Regions from separate parts of the Mus musculus genome. Here regions 2 and 3 are each linked to region 1. Evidence: chromatin contacts called from public Hi-C data. All regions are on one chromosome and are shown on one strand. The core of a region is the stretch at or near the end of the contact, and the rest is flanking DNA. Distances in the headings are between cores, read along the strand shown. Region 1 has its middle 280 kb from the start of Csnka2ip. Region 2 holds the start of Epha3 (Eph receptor A3). Region 3 has its middle 47 kb from the start of 4930453N24Rik.

The links. A called contact is a pair of places that touch in the nucleus more often than the background predicts.
Region 2: a contact with region 1 is called in a Hi-C map of cerebellar granule neurons, with 4 times the contacts expected there. The contact joins the promoter of Epha3 here to the enhancer-like site in region 1. A contact is called at or near these places in 1 of 39 promoter capture datasets (hippocampal neurons), 4 of 484 Hi-C or Micro-C datasets (cerebellar granule neurons and cerebellum), 6 of 115 datasets of contacts at active chromatin or transcription factors (craniofacial prominence, embryonic basal ganglia, embryonic forebrain and 3 more) and 1 of 9 other capture datasets (adipose tissue).
Region 3: a Hi-C map of cerebellum shows a contact between it and region 1, with 3 times the contacts expected there. The contact joins two enhancer-like sites. A contact is called at or near these places in 6 of 484 Hi-C or Micro-C datasets (cerebellar granule neurons, cerebellum, cortical neurons and 1 more).

The regions. Positions count from the first base shown.
Region 1 is chr16:64,317,087-64,320,485 of GRCm38.p6, reverse strand. No RefSeq gene overlaps it. Among named protein-coding and RNA genes, the nearest start is that of Csnka2ip, 280 kb to the left of the region's middle. Within about 2 kb of position 1,480, at least 2 of the 459 cell types and tissues checked have an H3K27ac peak or open chromatin away from gene starts, as enhancers often do. A contact at or near this core is called in cerebellar granule neurons and cerebellum, where this site is marked.
Region 2 is chr16:63,862,437-63,865,835 of GRCm38.p6, reverse strand. Epha3 (Eph receptor A3) reads left to right here and starts at 1,661. Exons shown (of 17, transcript NM_010140.4): 1 at 1,661-1,876. The coding sequence starts at 1,789.
Region 3 is chr16:64,722,154-64,725,552 of GRCm38.p6, reverse strand. No RefSeq gene overlaps it. Among named protein-coding and RNA genes, the nearest start is that of 4930453N24Rik, 47 kb to the left of the region's middle. Within about 2 kb of position 1,637, at least 16 of the 459 cell types and tissues checked have an H3K27ac peak or open chromatin away from gene starts, as enhancers often do. A contact at or near this core is called in cerebellum, where this site is marked.

The sequences.
Region 1 (3,399 bases), core at 231-2,730:
GTGGAGCATGTGTCCTTCTTAACAGTTGGGGCATCTTCTGGATATATGCCCAGGAGAGGTATTGCTGGATCCTCCGGTAGTACTATGTCCAGTTTTCTGAGGAACTGCCAGACTGATTCTTTTCTACATCCATCCATTTCACTGAAGTTGTCATGGTTTCTTTTGTCTTTACAGTGGAATAGTATTCCATTGTGTCTATGCATCATGTCTATTATCCATTTATATATTGAGGAACATTTAGCTCCTGTTCATTTCCTAAGCATTGTTCTATCACCTTGCACAGTAGATGGGGAGGGAGATAAGTATAGGATGAAATAGTAACCAGAATACATTTTATACATGTAAGTAATTGTCAAATAACTACCTTCATTTAAGTTTATCATGATGAATAGTAGTACAGTTGTTAATGTCACTTAAACACTACTGATAAGATGAACAAATATTTGTGTCTATTTATCTATTTTTATATAACTAAAGACTTTCATGAAAGGATTTTTTAACTATAGTGAAACTGGAAGATGGTAAGATGCCATAGATCATTAGTTAGATGGTAATTAATCAGATGCTCAGCCTAAACCAGACAGTATACAAGATATAGGAATTTCAACTTCTGATGTTCTGAGCTTATGATGTTCAAGTAATGATAAATACATTTTAATATAGGACACCCTCAATATTTCTCATTTATCTTATATTAAAATTTGACTTGGTTCTGTATTTTTGTTTTCTAAGTGTAGAATTCCTTGACTGAGTTGTTATCAGGGATCAACTAATGTCCTATTAACCTATAATTTTTGTTGACAAATACCAATGGGATAATTTCTTATGAGCTAAATAAAATTAGCTAATGTCAAAACAATAAAACATTTTTTGTGGCATTTAATTCATTAAATCTAGAGGTTTAAACCTAGAGAACTGGATAGTAATGAAATCTCAGGGTAGTGAGCATTCTCAGCAGTTAAAAATTGAAACATAGTCCTGGCCATTGAAGTGGGCATTGCGGTGTTAGTGGCTTCTCTAAGCCCCACAGGAAGAGCAAACAGAGCCAACAGATGGCCTCCCTCTTTGCAAGATTGATCTTGCCTCTCTGGCACCAGGGTTTGAGTTCAGTTTTGCCAGAATGGTCAGCATGTATCGCGTTAATTGTTGGCAGGGACCACCCAATGATGTTAAAGCCCAGCTCACAGTGGGCTTCTGATTAAGGAAAGCAAGCAACTTCCAGCTCTAGACTGACTGCCTTCAACAAAGCCATGAGATAGGACACCTTTCATATAACATGCATAGTAGGTGAGAAAGAAGTGTTATTTTTGGCTCTGTGCCTGGAACTGTGAAGCCTGTGCTGAGTAACTTCTAAGCAGACACTTTTCCATTAAATAGATAAAATATAAGCAGGAAGCACACAGCCAATGGTGTGGTCCCGTCCACAAAGCCTGGTCAGTTATTAAGAAGGAGAAGGAATGTGCATTACAGGTCAGCAATGAGACATCATCTATTTCTCAGTGGGAACACTTGAGACAAGATGCTGGCAGATGGCATCCTGTAGGAGAGCATTAGGTGCTTTTCATGACTGGAGATTAACAGATTGTTAAGGATATTAAAGTCTCTGGCATTTTATAGGAGAATTTGTGGAAAAAACTAAGATGATAGGATGGGGACCACATCTCCATAAACAGCACCACTGATGTTTCAGAGATCATCTCTCCTGTAGCAGCTCCTAACGGAAAATAATTATCAAAATAATTATCAAAAGAATGTGTTTCCAAGGTGTGCAGAGACAAACTGAACAGAAGGAACATGGTGCCTTTGTTAAACATAAATAGCAGCAACTGCATAGCATACCAACAGCTCCCGTAAGTAACACAGAGTTAAATATCTTTAACTCACAAATACATAAGTTTGGAATGAGTATTTATTTAGGGCCACCTTATTAAAGAGATTCAAAATCTTAAACCTAATCATATTGACTCCTCCACCAACATAAAATTTGTAAATATTTAATAAAATATTTGGAAAAGATAGAACAAATACAGAGAATTAGATTTCATTTGTATAACATACTTCACAAGAAAATACTATTGGTTAATTTACTTCACATTAAATGTTTATGTGGAAGGATTTATATAATTCCATTATGCTTCTATCAAAGTAATTCAAAATATTCACAGTCCTCCATAGATAGAGTATTCTATTTAGAGTCTAGTATAATAGCTGAAATTAAAGTCCTTTTTCATTTTTCTATTGTTAGGTAGCAATGAAGAGAAATCTATTAGCTCCCGGGAAATATTATTTTATATGTAGAAGCAGCACCTTTTTTTCTTTTTACATTTTTAGCTTTGCAGTTTCTGAGGCAAACATCCATTCAAAAAGAGCAAAATTGCTTGGTATTCAGGAATTATTTACTAAATAGATCACATCTTACCATCACTTACTCTATGAGTCCTGGTGTGTAGCACTCTTCCAATAACTATCAACCATCTACTTCTCTCTTACAACCCTCCTCCCCTCCAAAGAAGTTAGGTTGAATTCTTTAAATATTACTCTTTTTCATTTCTCATATTTAGTCACTAAACAGATGACTTTACCCTCCAAGTGAATGCCACCTTACTTTTTTGCACATGTTAATATGGGCTTTGACAACACAGACCTGTAATTGCAACATGATTAAAACAAATCTGTTTGATCTGGGTGTGGTGGCTAGTACCTATAATTCCAGCATTCTCTACTCAGGATGCTAAAACTAAGTGGTGAGTTTTAGGCTTGTCTGATTTGTGGTGAGAAAGTCTGTCATAGACACACACATAGACAGACAGACAGACAGACACACACACACAAGTTCTTCATGACTCCAGAAATTAGTCAAAATTGCCATATACTCATGGGCACAAATGCACAGCACATGCATGTAAACAAACATAAAATATTCTCTTCTAGCACACATGTCTCAGTTTAGAAGTCTCTTTCTAAAGTAGTCAGCAGTTCTTGCTATTGCTGCTGACAGTCTTCTAGACACTTCAGACTTCTCAGAGAGAAGGACACATACTTGCAAATTTAGTGCAAAATTAGCTGGTCCTTCTTCCTCCTTTGCTTCAGTGCCTAGGGGCTGCATCACTCTGACCTTGCTCCTACCTGGGTTGGTTTATCACTTAGTTCAATCACCCCATATATGTTTAAGAGCTCAATTGAGGATTACCGTGGTTCAAAACTCTCTGGGTTTTACTAATCAACTAACCCATTCTTGAATTTCATAGAAGTATTGATTTTCTGAGATATTGATATTCAGTGGTAAAAAATATAGCAGAGATTTTCTCTCCAGTGCCTCTCTAAGGTGGGATCACTCAGGAGTGCAGAAGTCACAGAAGCAGCAGAGCAGCTGGGACAGAGCCATACCTCCATCTGCAC
Region 2 (3,399 bases), core at 412-2,911, 450 kb after region 1:
GTTAGATGTGAAAGAGAAATAATGGGATAGTGAGAGGAAAGGAAGTAATACGTTCATAAAGACCAGCATACCATCATGACCTTTCCAAATGCTTTTAAATTGCAATCTGAAATAAATGTCATTTCTTTCAAACTCTCAGTAAAAAAAAAAAATCATATCCAGCTATGAAGCAATGTAACTGTTGTGGAACTGCAAACATTATGAGGCAATCCCCACTCTCTCCATTTTCTGGTCAACAAACCTTATTTTCAATGGAGTCAGATTTAGCACTGGTGGGCTCTACAGCCTCTGGTGGCCTAATGTGAGAAGGAGTTAGGGAGACAAGTCTCTCGAGGAAGTGTGAACAGAATCAGTCTCTTCCATCTGGCTTCTTCAACCCAACCCATCTTTACCAAACAGTCAACAAAGAGTATCAGAAGCCATTAGCCTAAATTCCAGGGTCATAGAAAGTGGAGTGCTTGTGAAATACACATCTTATTATCAGGACCCTTAAAAACCTACTCCGTCTCCCTTCTCAGGGCTCTAACACTGATCACTGGCGTTAACGTTGTCAACCTAATTTTCCGTTTTGAAGCCGTGTAAGGAAGTCATCTTGCTCCTTTTCAGGATAGGCTGAGATGGATGGGTGGTTGAGAGGGTTGGTGAGGAATCATTTTCTGGGACCTATTTCAAAGATAATTCAAAAGAGATCTTAAAGTAGAAATTGGATAAATTACATGGCTGAAGTAGGTTGCAGTGAGGTTGTTCAGCATGAGACCGTTTGTAACCATCATGCAAAGTAATTTAGCAAGTCCAAGGACATTGTTCTCTAGGAAATACTGGATTTTTCAGCGTTAAAAGAGCAGCCTTCAAATAGTCCCAGATTAGTGGCAGCTGGAAGGCAGAACAGGGAGCTATGAGTTAATCTCCGAGTCTCACAAAACAGGAAAGTTCTAGTGCTAGCTAGTTGTAGGCAGGAGCATTCCTTGTTCAGGACTTTCGATTTATATTGCAAATCCAGCAACCATCCGATGGAATGAGTGGTAGTCTGAAGCTATGGCTTTGGCTAGGATTGTTCCTGTCCTGGGAGGGCAACGGCTATTTGCCAGTGTTCAGAACCTGACTGTGACCTCTCTGTTTCAGCTGAGATTGCTGTATCAAATGCCTTTAACAGCCCCAATACCATGTGGTAGACTGAGCAGTCTACTTTTATCTTGTTGAATCACTAAGAGGACTGTGAACACACAGAACACAGTAAACGGATTAATTGCAATGGTCTTTGTCGTTCTACAATAATTGAATGAACGTCTTCCACTTTTAAAAACAATACTACTTTTTTGAACATTAGTTTCAACTCACAGTACCTCTAATAGGGATCTTTCAGAAATAGGCAACTGATCAAGTATAGCAAACAAATAGCTGCCTTCCCGTGAAAACGGAATGGCTCCCAAGACTCTCCGTCGCTGTCGCTGTCCCAGCACATCTTCTGGCTTTCCTACCCCACCAGCAACACTCTCGACCTCCACCCCTCTGCGTTCTTCCGCAGCTCCGTGGAACGGAGCTGGCTGCCAGCCATGGGGCTGCCCTGCTCTTCTTCAGCGCCCGCTGGCGACGGCACTAGGACCCAGAGAAGTCCCCGAGCGGGGTTCGCAGAAAGGCAGCCAGACTCCTCCTTATCTCCAGTGTCAAACTTGACATCAGACTGCGAGCGGAGCATGGTAACTTCTCCAGCAATCAGAGCGCTCCCCCTCACATCAGTGGTATGCTTCGCGGAGATATGCTCCTCTCACTGCCCGGTGCACCAGCAACATGGATTGTCACCTCTCCATCCTCGTCCTGCTCGGCTGCTGCGTCCTCAGCTGCTCCGGAGAACTGAGCCCACAGCCTTCCAACGAAGGTAAGCCAGGTAACCGCGCCGCTCCCGCCGGAGCGGAGCCCACAGCCCCCGGACGGCGCTGTTCCCTGAGATGCCCAGAAAGCAGTGGCAGCGAAAAGATTGTTTGCCCAGTAGCAATCCCAAAACACTTTTGGGGGATGTCTTGGGATTGTAGAAACCTTTAAAAATAATAATAAATCTGTTTTTAATCTGATAGCGAGCGATTCAAGTGATTACCACATTTACCAATTTGAACCAGAAAGAAAGAAAACCTTCGGTTTCTTTTTTTCTTTTTTTCTTTTTTTAACAACCCAGACTGTTAATTGCCAAATAGCCAAGGCAGTATTTTATTTTCTAATTATGACCATGTGGTTCTTTGAGAAGTTTCAAAGAAAAGGCTAGCCTCTCTTGAGATCCCCGCGGTGTGTTTTAAAGATAATGACAGGTTGCTCCTGCTTACACCCTTTGGCACTTATGAATGGACTGGAGAGAAGGGGGCTCGTTGGACCCGAGGTGTTTGAGTGCGCGCGTGTGTGCATGTGTTTATGTTACAACCGCCTTATTGAAGTGCTGTGGATCCCGCCGGGCGATGCTGTGCTCAGCGATACAGGTTCTCATGGGTAGCATATGCATGCCACATTATTAACAGCAGTGATGGTTCAAGGGATATACAGTGAGCTTAAGTTGGGTTCTTTTGTAAAAAGGCCTTTCATACACATAGAAGGATGCATTTAATGATTGATTGATAATTAGCTCCTGGGTAGATACAGTAAATAACAGACTAGCAAATTAGAAAGAACACTCATGGAAAGCTAACGGCATTTCCTTGATGCTGGATTAATTATTGTCAGTGTAACGGGCATCCTTGCATTCTCAATGGATCAAAGTGTAAACCTAATATTGAGAATATTTGTTTTCGTGGATACTGAGCAGACTCATGATATTTTTTTCAGACTTTTCATTATCTAGTTTTAATGATTTGTGAATACAAACTCTTAAGACAACTTCTCTGAATAATTGATTGCCTTGCAGCAACACTTACAACTTTAATTTCCTCTTAATGATTTTGAACATTGAGAATTGTATCGAGCAAGTTAACAATAGAGGACAGCTGAAGTGCAGGGAGCACAGTAGCTGTACAACACTCACTTAAAAACGTTTTGTAGAGCCAATGTTGTAGACATTATGCTTATGCCCATGTGAAAGAAAAATGTATGTAAACCCATTAGCACAAAGACCGCTTCCCATGTTTGGTGACCCACTTTCACGCTAATGGGACAGTTTAATTTTCTTTCCTTAGTGCCTTGGCTGCCTTTATCAGTCTGACTGGTTTTATTATTTTTTGTTTGCTTTTCAGTAGAGAAGTAGTGGTTTTTTGTTTGTTTGTTTGTTTGTTTTTCTTTTCATCATGAAGATGGGAAAACTGATTTTTTCCACAAATCACTTATTTAGTAATACAAATTAAAATGTTCACTTAAAAATAATCATCAGCCATTCTTGAAAGAAAGGTCATCCTGAGTGGTCATCTGCGCATGAGTAACACA
Region 3 (3,399 bases), core at 388-2,887, 400 kb before region 1:
GCTTCAGTCATTATACTATATAAAGGCTTCATGTGTTTTGTATAATTTAACCAGAACAGGTTTGTACAATTATTTTATCTGCATTTCCCAGGAAAGAAAATGGAAGCATAGTGAAATTAAGTAATACTGTCAAGGTTGTACCGCTAACACAGAGAATGGCCAGTCAAAGCAGTTGGGCTCCAGGGGGCCTTGTGCTTTTAGGATCTTTCTATCTTTGTCACACACATGTGTTTGGGGTCTTTTCAGCATCTGAGTAAGCAGAGATTGAGTGGAGTCTTTGTTTGGAAGGAGAAAAAAGGAACCTGGAGGGACTTTCCACACGAGGAACACTAGAGAAGGTGTGCACACCAGAGGCAAGGGATGTGGCTGCCGAGAGAGATAAACAGCAAATATCTCCTTTCAGACCTAGCCTAAGTCTAACCCTCACCCTCTGCCATGGCAGGATAGTTGACACACTGATCTGGGTCAATTTTAGGATTCCTTAACACTTCTCATGTGCTCCAGTGTACAGCCTCTGAGTTCCATTACATTCCACACCCAGATACAATTGAAGCATCGAGCTCTCAGATATTCCTCAGCACGCTTGCCCCACGTCAGCCTTCAAGGAAAGAGCACTGGACTGCTACCAAAGCTTTGTCACATGTGACCTAAAAATATGACTCTCGGCGGGACACTTTGTGGCATTCTCTGAATGGGTGACTCCAGCAGGAGAAGTATTATATGTTAGAGGGGACGACTGACTGAGTTGGCAGGAAATAAGTCATCAGCAGGAGAAGAAGAAATATTTTTTTAAAAAAATATGAGGTTGACACTGTCTATGTGAAAGACAGTATACATGAAATTAAAACATCTTTAAATGAAATTATACAAAGAGCATGATGTCTAGTTTCTAAACGTCTACTTCTTATATGGGCAAGGAAACTACTCACCAAATAATGTCTTCAAATGTCTCATATTAAACAGGCTTGCTTTCCAGAATGACATTTCTGATGCTCTGCATCCTTCCTATCAAATACACTGCTGATGAAACTCACTTTGCATAGGGGATATGGTATGATGTGTGTGTGTCTGTGTGTGTATGAAAATGTGAATTTATCCTGTGAAGAAATCAGAGAAGTGCAGATGAAGATGAGGCCATCCAATGCAGGCATGCAGGTACATGTCTTCAGGGCTGAGAAAACGTGTTTTGTGTTTCTAAGTGTGGGTTATGTCAGATAGCACAAAGATCTCTCTTGACATCCATTTTCCTTATGGCACCTTATAGCTTTTTCTGGCTGAAATAGAACTCGACTGTGTGTGTGTGTGTGTGTGTGTGTCTGTGTTTCATTATCTGCTAATTTATGGGACTCTAGGGTGGGTTGTATGTTTTGGCTATTGTAAATGGTGTTGCTATAAACATGGGTGTGCCAGCATCTCTACAGTATGCTGGCATATTCCTTTGGGTGTGTACCTAGGATACACTTGTTATTGCCATAAGCATGTGTATATCATACTCTGGCCAATGCTAAATGAGAGAAACTCCTCTGGCTCTGGGTTGCTTCTATGATCAAGGATCAAGCCAGAGTTCCTGCAAACAGTTCTTGACAATGAGGTTGATGTTAAAACTGCTCAGTAGAGGGCACTAGAAAGTCACTGCTGGAGAAGGAGGCTTCTGGCTAGGGCAGCCAGAACTGCGGATCTGCAGGGTGACTGTGGAGACAGGAGGTGGAACCTGTCTTAGCCACAAGCCCAGAACAGGATCTGCCTTGGCCTGTGCAGCCCTGGCCTGGACAGCTGCCTGTGTGGCAGGGACAGGGTGGTGGTGGAATTGCACAGAGCGGCTTCTGCTGTTAGCCGCTTCTACTGACCACCCATACACCTGAGTGCCTTTGCCTGGCAATGGATCAGCAAGTGTGGAACTAGCTTTTCCCATAAACTCCAAATCAGTATGGCTCAGAGGGGACTTAAACACAAATATTTGCTATTCTGTCTCTGGAAAAAAGTCTTTCCAACCACATCTGGCTTCCTTTGCTTATCTGTATCTTATGACTATTTTTATTATAGTTAGTATATCCCATGTTAAATATTCTATATTGAACCTACTTTATGATTTATGTAGTTCTAAACTGGTCCAGGCAGTTTCAGGGAGATTGTTACATCGGTCATAAAAAGCAAAAAGGAATGAACCCTGACCTTTTCTGTCTTTGAATACCAGGATACACCATCCCCTAGAACTACAGCAGTCATTTTTGGCCAGTGGGAAGAGAGAGATATGGAAAGACATTAGGGTTCTCTCTCTCTCTTCCTCTTTCTCTTCTCTTCTCTTCTCTTCTCTTCTCTTCTCTTCTCTTCTCTTCTCTTCTCTTCTCTTCTCTTCTCTTCTCTTCTCTTCTCTTCTCTTCTCCTCTCCTCTCCTCTCCTCTCCTCTCCTCTCCTCTCCTCTCCTCTCCTCTCCTCTCCTCTCCTCTCCTCTCCTCTCCTCTCCTCTCCTCTCCTCTCCTCTCCTCTCTTCTCTTCTCTTCTCCTCTCTTCTCTTCTCTCTCTGTCTCTCTCTGTCTCTCTCTGTCTCTCTCTCGTGTGTGATGTGTAAATAGAAGATCAGAGGACAACTCTTGGTGATGCTCTTCAAGAGTCATCCACATTTCTTTGGAGTCAGAGTCTCTTGCTGTTCTGGGGTTAACGCCCGATCCCCAGTGTAGGGGAATTTGAGGGAGGGAAGGTGGGAGTGGTTGGGTGGGGGAACACCCTCATAGAAGCAGGGGGAGGGAGGGATAGGATAGGGGATTTCTGGGGATGGGGACTAGGAAAGGGGATACCATTTGAAATGTAAATAAAGAAAATATACAATAAAAAAGTTATATTTTCGTTGAAAAAAAAAAAAGAAGAAGGTTAGGCAGTCTGGTCACTCAGCCTGTGGACCTGTTTGACTCCATCACATTAGCACTAGAATCACAAGCTTGACAACTGGCTTTTTACATAGATGCTGGGGCTTAAACTCAGGTCCTCATGCTTGGAGGGCAAGCAGTTCATCAACTGCACCAAGTCCTCAGCTCAGCATGGTGTTTTGCTATTGCCTTGAGACTACCTACCCTACCTGCAGACTTCTCTGAGGCAGGTTGAACTGCTATTTGCTTTTATAGAGAACAATAATAAGTGACATTAAAGACCTTTGTGTTAGTCCTTAGAATGCATCCCAACCGTGCCCCAGAAAATCTAGAACAGCCTCTTTTCTGTAAGGCATTCCTACAAGCCAATTCCCAGCTTCTTTACTTTCAGTGCAGGTCTGTATTTAGAGTTACTACACAGATATAAAAGAAGCATAGATTTGAAGTCTATGGCAGTGTACAGCCTGCATCCTATAAGGAGGACCTGCAGTTTTCATCCCCAATTAATGAGAAAACTTTCTATAGTGGATTAGGC